2 separate regions of the Zea mays genome follow, and region 2 is linked to region 1. Evidence: chromatin contacts called from public Hi-C data. All regions are on one chromosome and are shown on one strand. The core of a region is the stretch at or near the end of the contact, and the rest is flanking DNA. Distances in the headings are between cores, read along the strand shown. Region 1 holds the start of LOC100283507 (membrane protein). Region 2 has its middle 17 kb from the start of LOC100283343.

What was found. Hi-C and Micro-C count contacts between places; a contact is called where the count stands out from the background.
Region 2: a contact with region 1 is called in a Hi-C map of root tip, with 3 times the contacts expected there. The contact joins the enhancer-like site here to the promoter of LOC100283507 in region 1. A contact is called at or near these places in 7 of 25 Hi-C or Micro-C datasets (ear, endosperm, leaf and 2 more) and 1 of 3 datasets of contacts at active chromatin or transcription factors (leaf).

What each region holds. Positions count from the first base shown.
Region 1 is chr1:3,562,289-3,566,120 of Zm-B73-REFERENCE-NAM-5.0, reverse strand. It overlaps LOC100283507 (membrane protein), which reads right to left and starts at 1,700. Exons shown (of 4, transcript NM_001156407.2): 1 at 1,277-1,700; 2 at 1,018-1,181; 3 at 512-929; 4 at 1-237. The coding sequence starts at 1,551. The coding sequence ends at 126.
Region 2 is chr1:3,633,559-3,637,330 of Zm-B73-REFERENCE-NAM-5.0, reverse strand. No RefSeq gene overlaps it. Among protein-coding and RNA genes, the nearest start is that of LOC100283343, 17 kb to the left of the region's middle. Within about 2 kb of position 1,845, at least 4 of the 20 cell types and tissues checked have an H3K27ac peak or open chromatin away from gene starts, as enhancers often do. A contact at or near this core is called in root tip, where this site is marked.

The sequences.
Region 1 (3,832 bases), core at 451-2,950:
CCGACGTGTGTGTTGAGATCTGAATGAATGACAAAGAAGCTATCTACAGTAACGAGACTATACGGATCGGAAGATGAAAATGGGTGGCAACTCCAACTCGTGCTGCTGCCGCTATGCATGGATCATCAGTTGGTGCAGTTCCATCTGGCGGTGGGCACGCAGCTGAGGTAGTGACACCAGTGGCAGCTGTCGTTGGCGTTGGCGCCGCGGAAGAGCATCGCCATGCCGGCCGCGAATCTGCAGAGAGAGGAAACCATACACGCAAGGAATAATGAGTTGTTGAGACTTTTGAATTATATATGAGCGCACACAAAACGGCATAGAGTATCGTGCACAGCGTGGTTGTCAATGTCAACACGCTGGCTAGCCATGAGAGAGGAAGAGGAGAATCCAGTCACGTTACTCCTGTTATATGTACATGCTGGACGAAGGAAATGGCCTGGCCAGCTACGAAGGGCATATATATAATAAATAAATAAATAAATCAATCAGGATGTCCTGTCCTGCTTACCCGACTAGGAGGATGATGATGGCGACGGCGAGGAGGGTCCACTGGTACGCGAGGTACTTCCTGGCGGTGCAGGGCGCGCCGGCGGGGAGTCCGTAGCGCTCCATCCAGCCCAAGTGGGGGCGCATGAGCACGACGAAGCCGAGTAGGAAGCCCGCGAGGAAGCCGCCGAGGTGCGCCAGGTTGTCGACGTGGGGCAGGACGCCGAGCACCAGGTTGACGGCGGCCACGGACAGGAGCGTGGCCACGGCCGCCGCCTTGTTGGTGTAGATGGTCCAGTTGGTGAGCAGCTCCGAGAGCATGGCGCCCAGCAGGCCCAAGAGCGCCCCGGAGGCCCCCACGGTGACGCGGTTCCGGACGACCAGCGACGACAGCACGGCGCCGCCCACGCCGGAGAGCACGTAGATCGCGCCGATCCTCACTGATGAACGCGGTTATATATTGTGGTTATTATTGGCAGCCAGGGGCAGGGTAGAGTAGAGTAGAGTAGGTAGGTAGCCGCTACCGACCGTATCCGAACTGCTGTTCGAGGCGCATGCCGATGAAGAGGAGGCAGAGCATGTTGGCGACCAGGTGGATGACGCCGGCGTGGAGCCACATGCTGGAGAGGAGGCGCCAGCCCTGGTGGCGGTGCACCACCTTCTCCCACACCAGGGCCCCCATCTTGGTGAGCCTGCAGAGACAGACACGATCAATCAAAAGTACAGGGCGCGTCAGATCTGATCTGATCTGATCTAATCACATACATAGACAGCACATTATACTCACGTGGCGGAGGAGGGCCCGAAGAGCGGGTTCTGTCGCAGCGGCTGGAAGGAGAAGCGGCCGAGGAAGCGGGCGACGCACTTGTTGGTGTCGCGCGCGGGGCAGTTGTTGGCGTACATGGTGACGACGAAGACGGTGATGCTGGCGACGAAGATGACGGGGACGAGCCAGGGCACCCACTCCCGCTCCCCCTCGTGCTGCGGGTACAGCGGCGACGGCACCTTGCCGGGCTCCTTCCTCGCCGGCCCGCCCTTCTCCACGTCCGCCCGCGTCGCCATGCCCGGCCCCTAGTGTTTGTGCCTTGCCTTGCGGCTTGCGCGTGCTGCTGCCTGCGTGGGGTTCGTTGGTGGAGTGAAGGGGCCGGGGAGGAGAGGAGAGGACGGCGGGCGATACGTGAGCAGCGGCGGGGTGGGAATTAATAAACGCGCGAGCGAGCAAGGGGGACGCGCGGCGCGGCGGGGCGGTGTTTCTTTGAATTCCCAGGGCAGGCAGGCAGGCAGGCCCACAGGGGTGGCGGGCGCATGTGCATGGCTGGGGCTGGCTGATGTGATGCGGTGCAACCGTGTTGCCGAGGGCCAGCCAGATCCTGGCGACCCTAGTCGCACTGGCACATACAGAGATACAGGGTTACACGCAACGCAACTCATCAATCCTGACATGCCTTGTGGAAGCTTCAAGTTGACGCACACATCACACATGGGCCTCGTCGGCGTCGAAGCTTCGCCCTTGGAGGGTCAATGATGAGGTGGGTTTTGTTTACTACTAGTAGCAGTATCGGAGGGTGAATCATGACGAGGTGCAGTAGTGCAGTGCAGCGCGGATGGCCATGTGTGTGATTAGATCTAATGATGATGGAGACAGGCAATTATGATAGTGCGCGCAGCTACCAGACTAGTAGTACTCCCTCTGTCCGTTTGAATTGGACGTTTTAGGTCATCTAACTTGTCCACAAATTTTGTCATGCTCGGAACCCAAGACCACTGTCCACTCTATCATCATGTCAGGCATCCTAGCATTTCGTAGATGTAATTCGTTTCCGGTCTTTTGGTTGGAGCGGCAAGCGGCGCTGGTTGGGTGACGCTTAGGGCAAGGCGCCAGCTTGCTTGTACTGGCTTTTATTTGCATTGTAACTAACGCTTAATTAAGAGAAACGAGGGTTACATATGTCATTTCAGCTCTCTCATAATCTGTCTCAAAAAAACTAGAACGTCAAATTCAAACGGACGGAGGGAGTACTACTTTTGATTTGCCAATGGTATTATAAAAATAAAAAAAACACGTACGTACAAGTTTATTAGTAGGAGACAAGACGATAGAGAGGCACTCGGTTCTTCCTTCCACTCGCCGTTCCCGAGCGTTCTGTGACACGCCACGCTGTAGCTCGGTTGGCACCGACAGGCCTGGTGTCTGCGTGCATCGGTATATTCTAGCCCGCCCGCCCGCGCGCCGCTTTGTTCGTTTCCGCGTCGCGTTGGGCGTTGGCTGGCTGGCACGCAGCTGGTGTCGGTCTCGGTTCCGGCGGCTGGTGTGGTGGGTGCAGTGGGCTTGCACTCGAATCAATCGGATTCTGCCTCGCGTACACCCCGCCCGCCGCACCGACCGTCGGCCATGTGCCAACGAGAGACGGGGAACACGGATCCAATTCGTCCACGGCTCCATACGCTACCAAAGCCGAGAAAACTTACGAGACGTTAGAGCCGTTACGCTGTCAGGGGGCTCGAGAATAGGCTGGATGCGAAGACGATCCAGCTAAGGCCTCATTTGTTTCAGGTGGCTAAAAGAGGTCACAAAAATTAACTAAAATAATATATTTATCCCACTTGCTCTAAATTATCATTTGCAGAGTCATTTGTATAAAACTCGCTTTCTATGGGCCTGTTTGGTTTGTGGCTAAATGTGTCACACTTTGCCTAAGGTTAGTCGTTCGAATTGAATAACTAACCTTAGGCAGAAAGGTTAGGCAAAGAGTGGTAACTGAGGTAGTGAACCAAACAGGCCAATATATATCTTGTTTGCACTCTAGAGTCATTCAAGTTTTCTATATTTAGCTAGCGAGAAACCCGAAATATAATATGCATATATTTGAATAGTCATTTAGATAAGCCGCTAGAAGGTATTTTTAAAAATAAATAAATAAATTCTATTTATATCAATTAGAAAGAATATAGAGATCCTCTTGGAGTTGCTTTTAGTCACCCTGCAACAGGAGCAAATGACATTAAATATGGGCAATATAGTCATTATGTGAAGTAATTAATGCCCTGCATATATATGTTTAGTTACTAAAGCTAAATAGGACTAAATATGTCTAGTGATACATGACTAAATAAACAAAACAGGCCCTAAGGCTACACGCAGAATTAGGCTAATAATAATGCGTCTATCTTTTGGCCCACTACGAAACTAATACATCCCATAAAAACCAGAGAGGAAACACTATCCGACCGCCTATCCCTAGGCTAAGCCATCAGAAGTCGTCCGATCCCTCCGTGTTTTCCATAAAAAGAACGTGTAGACAATGGTCGGTGACCAGCCAGACTCTCGATGCTTAGGCGCCGT
Region 2 (3,772 bases), core at 596-3,095, 71 kb before region 1:
GGGGAACAATTCCTAGAGTTCTGCGACGACTTCAACATTTGTGTCAATTGGCCGTAGTGGCTCACTCGAGGTCAAACAACCAGGTTGAGCGCGCTAACGGCCTTATCCTACAAGGACTCAAACCACATATATTTGACAGATTGAAGCAGGAGATGGGCAACAGAGTTGCTTGCAGTACTCTAGGGCCTACGGACCACACATCGATCTTCCTGGCATTTGGAGCAGAGGCAGTCCTACCGACAAAATTGGAGTACGGCTCCCCATGAACCGAGGCCTACGAAGACGAGGGAGCGACGATGGATGCGTAGCTCTCAGTCGACCTGCTCAATGAAGTGCGAGATGAGGTTGTGATACGCTCTGCGAAGTACCTACAAGATATGCGCCGCTACAATGAGAACCTAGTTAGGGGCAGGTCACTTAACATCGGCGATTTAGTTTTAAGAAGGGTGATGGCCACCAAGGACAAGCTCAAACTATCGCCGCCTTGGGAGGGTCCCTTCATCATCGCCCAAACTCTACGCCTAGGGGCTTACCGACTCAAGGACAACGACGACAACCTCTTGAGAGACGCTTGGAACATTGAACATTTGAGGAAGTTTTATCCCTAGGCAAACTTCGCCCGCCTTTGGCATACAAGCAGCGCGTCCCGACCATGTCAGCACACCCTACTCAGGGGCTAGGATGTGGGCACCCACCGACTGGCACAGGAAACAGAAAAGAAATAATGCAATAGTTGAACCAAAAAGTTAACGACAAGTGTCTTACAAGCAAATAAAAATAGTCCAGGACACCCGCAGGAGAGTCGCCGGTGGGGCTTCCGCATTCAGGGGGCTGGTTAGGAGGAGCTTCACGTCGTTTTGTCTTGCGAGTGAGCAGACATGAGGGCTGACTTGTTCTTCAATGGCATCTAGCTCCTCCTCGCTCCATCCGGCGGCATAACCTTCGACGATCATGATGACATCAATCTCATCGAAATGAGAGACCATCTGACCTAGGGCTATGCTGCTCCTGAGGTACATGCCTTCAAGGACCACCCGCACCACGTGCCTAGGAAGCGCCCGAAGCCGCTTAGCCAAAGGCACCTCGGTAGATGGTGGGGGCGAGAGGCGGTTGCACACCTCGCCCATGAGCTGGCGAAGTCCCTGGAGCTCGGTGCTCCGCTCCTTAACGGAGGTCTCCGCCTGGATTTGCGCGGCGATGGCACCGTCATATGCAAGCGAGATTTTGCGTGCCTCCGCCTCCGTTGTTTCCCTCACCTCCTGAGAAACCTTCATCGTGTCCCAAGCCACGTAAAAATCCTTTTGGAGTGCTGCCCCACAGGATGCGATGAGCAAGAAGGTAACAAGAACTAGAAGTCGCACAAGGAGAAGGACGGAGAGGCCTGCCAAGGGAAAATACTAACTGTCAGCCGCCTGACGCTCCCGTGAAAGCTCCTAGTTCGCCTCCTCCAAACGCGCGTTCGCGACCCTCACAGTCGATCCACCGTCCTCGGCCCGCAGCTCCGCCACATGCTAGTCCCGCTTGAGCTGGGACTTCTCCCCATAAAGGCAGTTAGCATCGCGCCATGCCTCATTGCGCCCCCTGCGCAAGCGCGATGCCTCACTTCAGAGTTGGTCGACCTCAGGACGGAGCGCGGACAGCTCGCGCCCTCTCTCTTCCACGCGAGCAGCCTGTGCTCAAAGCGTCTCCACCTCGTGTTGCATGGCCGACAGTGCCTCCCTCCGTGCCATTGACCGAGGAAAGAAATACTGCAAAGGATACTAGGATGAGCGATGATGGAAAATGGTTTTGCCTCAACAAGGTGCCACTCATCCGCTTCCATCTCCTCCCCCTCAACACCTTCGAGTATGAAGGGTGGAAGGCCCCCTCGACCATCCCCAGGCACAGGCAACGCTTCCTCGGAGGATGACGGGGGCCTCGACGACGACAACGTCGACAACTGCAGGGCCCGACTAGTATCGAGGAGAGATGCGCCCCACGTTCCCAAGAGGGCGGAAGAAAAGCTAACGAGAGAAACGCTTAAGGATCTTTGAACAAAAGGAGGGGCAATAGGGGAAAAGTGTCCATAGAGGCGAAAAGGAGGGGCACGAAAGGAAAGCTAACGCGAGAAACACTTAAGGCTCTTTGAAGAACGAGGGCAACAACATATTGGTCAAGAAAGAACGGTAAGCGAAAACTGACTCTGAGCGACCCATGTCCTATTTATACGCAGGAATAGGTGAGAGCACCTAGAGGGGGGGTGAATAGGCGATCCTGTAAAATTCAACACTAATAGCCACAAAAACTTAGTTATTAATTGAGAGCACCTAGAGGGTGGGTGAATAGGTGATCCTATAAAAACTTAAAACTTAAAGCCACAAAACTTGATTAAGTGTTAGTACAATGAAATCAAGTGGCTAAGGAGAGCTCTTGTGAAACACAATTGACACAGTGAGAACAAACACAAGAGACACAAGGATTTATCCCGTGGTTCGGCCAAGTACAACACTTGCCTAGTCCACGTTGTGGCGTCCTAATGGACGAGAGTTGCACTCAACTCCTTTCAAGTGATCCGATGATCAACTTGAATACCACGGTGTTCTTCTTTCTTTACTCTTTCCCGTTTGCGAGGAATCTCCACAACTTGGAGTCTCTCGCCCTTACAATAAGGATCAAAGTGAAAGCACTAGAGTAAGGGAGGGAAGCAACACACACAAATCCACAGCAATACGCACACAATGCCAAGACTTGAGCTCAAATGAATATCACAAAGTTCTCACTAGAACGGAGCTCAAATAACTAAGAATGTCAAACGAGTGCGCAAAGACGGAGTGTGAATGATCAAGAATGCTCAAAGTATGCTTGTGTACTTCCTCCATGCGCCTAGGGGTCCCTTTTATAGCCCCAAGGCAGCTAGAAGCCGTTGAGAGCAATCCAGGAAGGCAATTCTTGCCTTCTATCGACTGGCGCACCGGACACTGTCCGGTGCGGATTTCTTTCCTACTCTGGCGCAGTCGACTGTTGAAGACTTGGAGCCGTTGGCGCACCGGACACTGTCCGGTGCACAGCGGACAGTCCGGTGACCCCATCTGACCGTTGGCTCGGCCACGCGTCACGCGCGGATTGCGCGGCCGACCGTTGGCTCACCGGACAGTCCGGTGCACCACCGGACAGTCCGGTGCACCACCGGACAGTCCGGTGAATTTTAGCCGTACGCCGCCGACGAATTCCCGAGAGCGGCCTTTTCGCCAGAGCCAGCCTGGCGCACCGGACACTGTCCGGTGCACCCAGACTGAGCAGCAGTTGGCTGTACACAGCCAACTCTTTTTTCCTTTTGTCTTTTCTCTGATTCTAGCACTTAGACAAATATGTTAGTACACAAAAACCAATGTACTAAGTCTAGAATCATACCTTTGTGTTGATTTGCACTTCATCCACCATTTGGCACTTATTAACATTTAAGCACTTGTGTTGGACACTTAATCACCAAAATACTTAGAAATGGCCCAAGGGCACATTTCCCTTTCAATCTCCCCCTTTTTGGTGATTTATGCCAACACAACACAAAGCAACTAAAAGAAGTGCAACATCAATGCAATTTCGAACAAGAAATGATTTTGATTCAAATTTGGCATATTTGGATCATTCTTTGCCATCACTTGGTTTGTTTTTGGAAATCAAACTCAATTTCCTATCTCTAAGTCAAATTCACTTGTTGAGGCATAGAGAGGTATTCCAAGAGAAATTGATCAAAGATTCAAAAAACTCCCCCTTTTTCCCATAATCAAACATT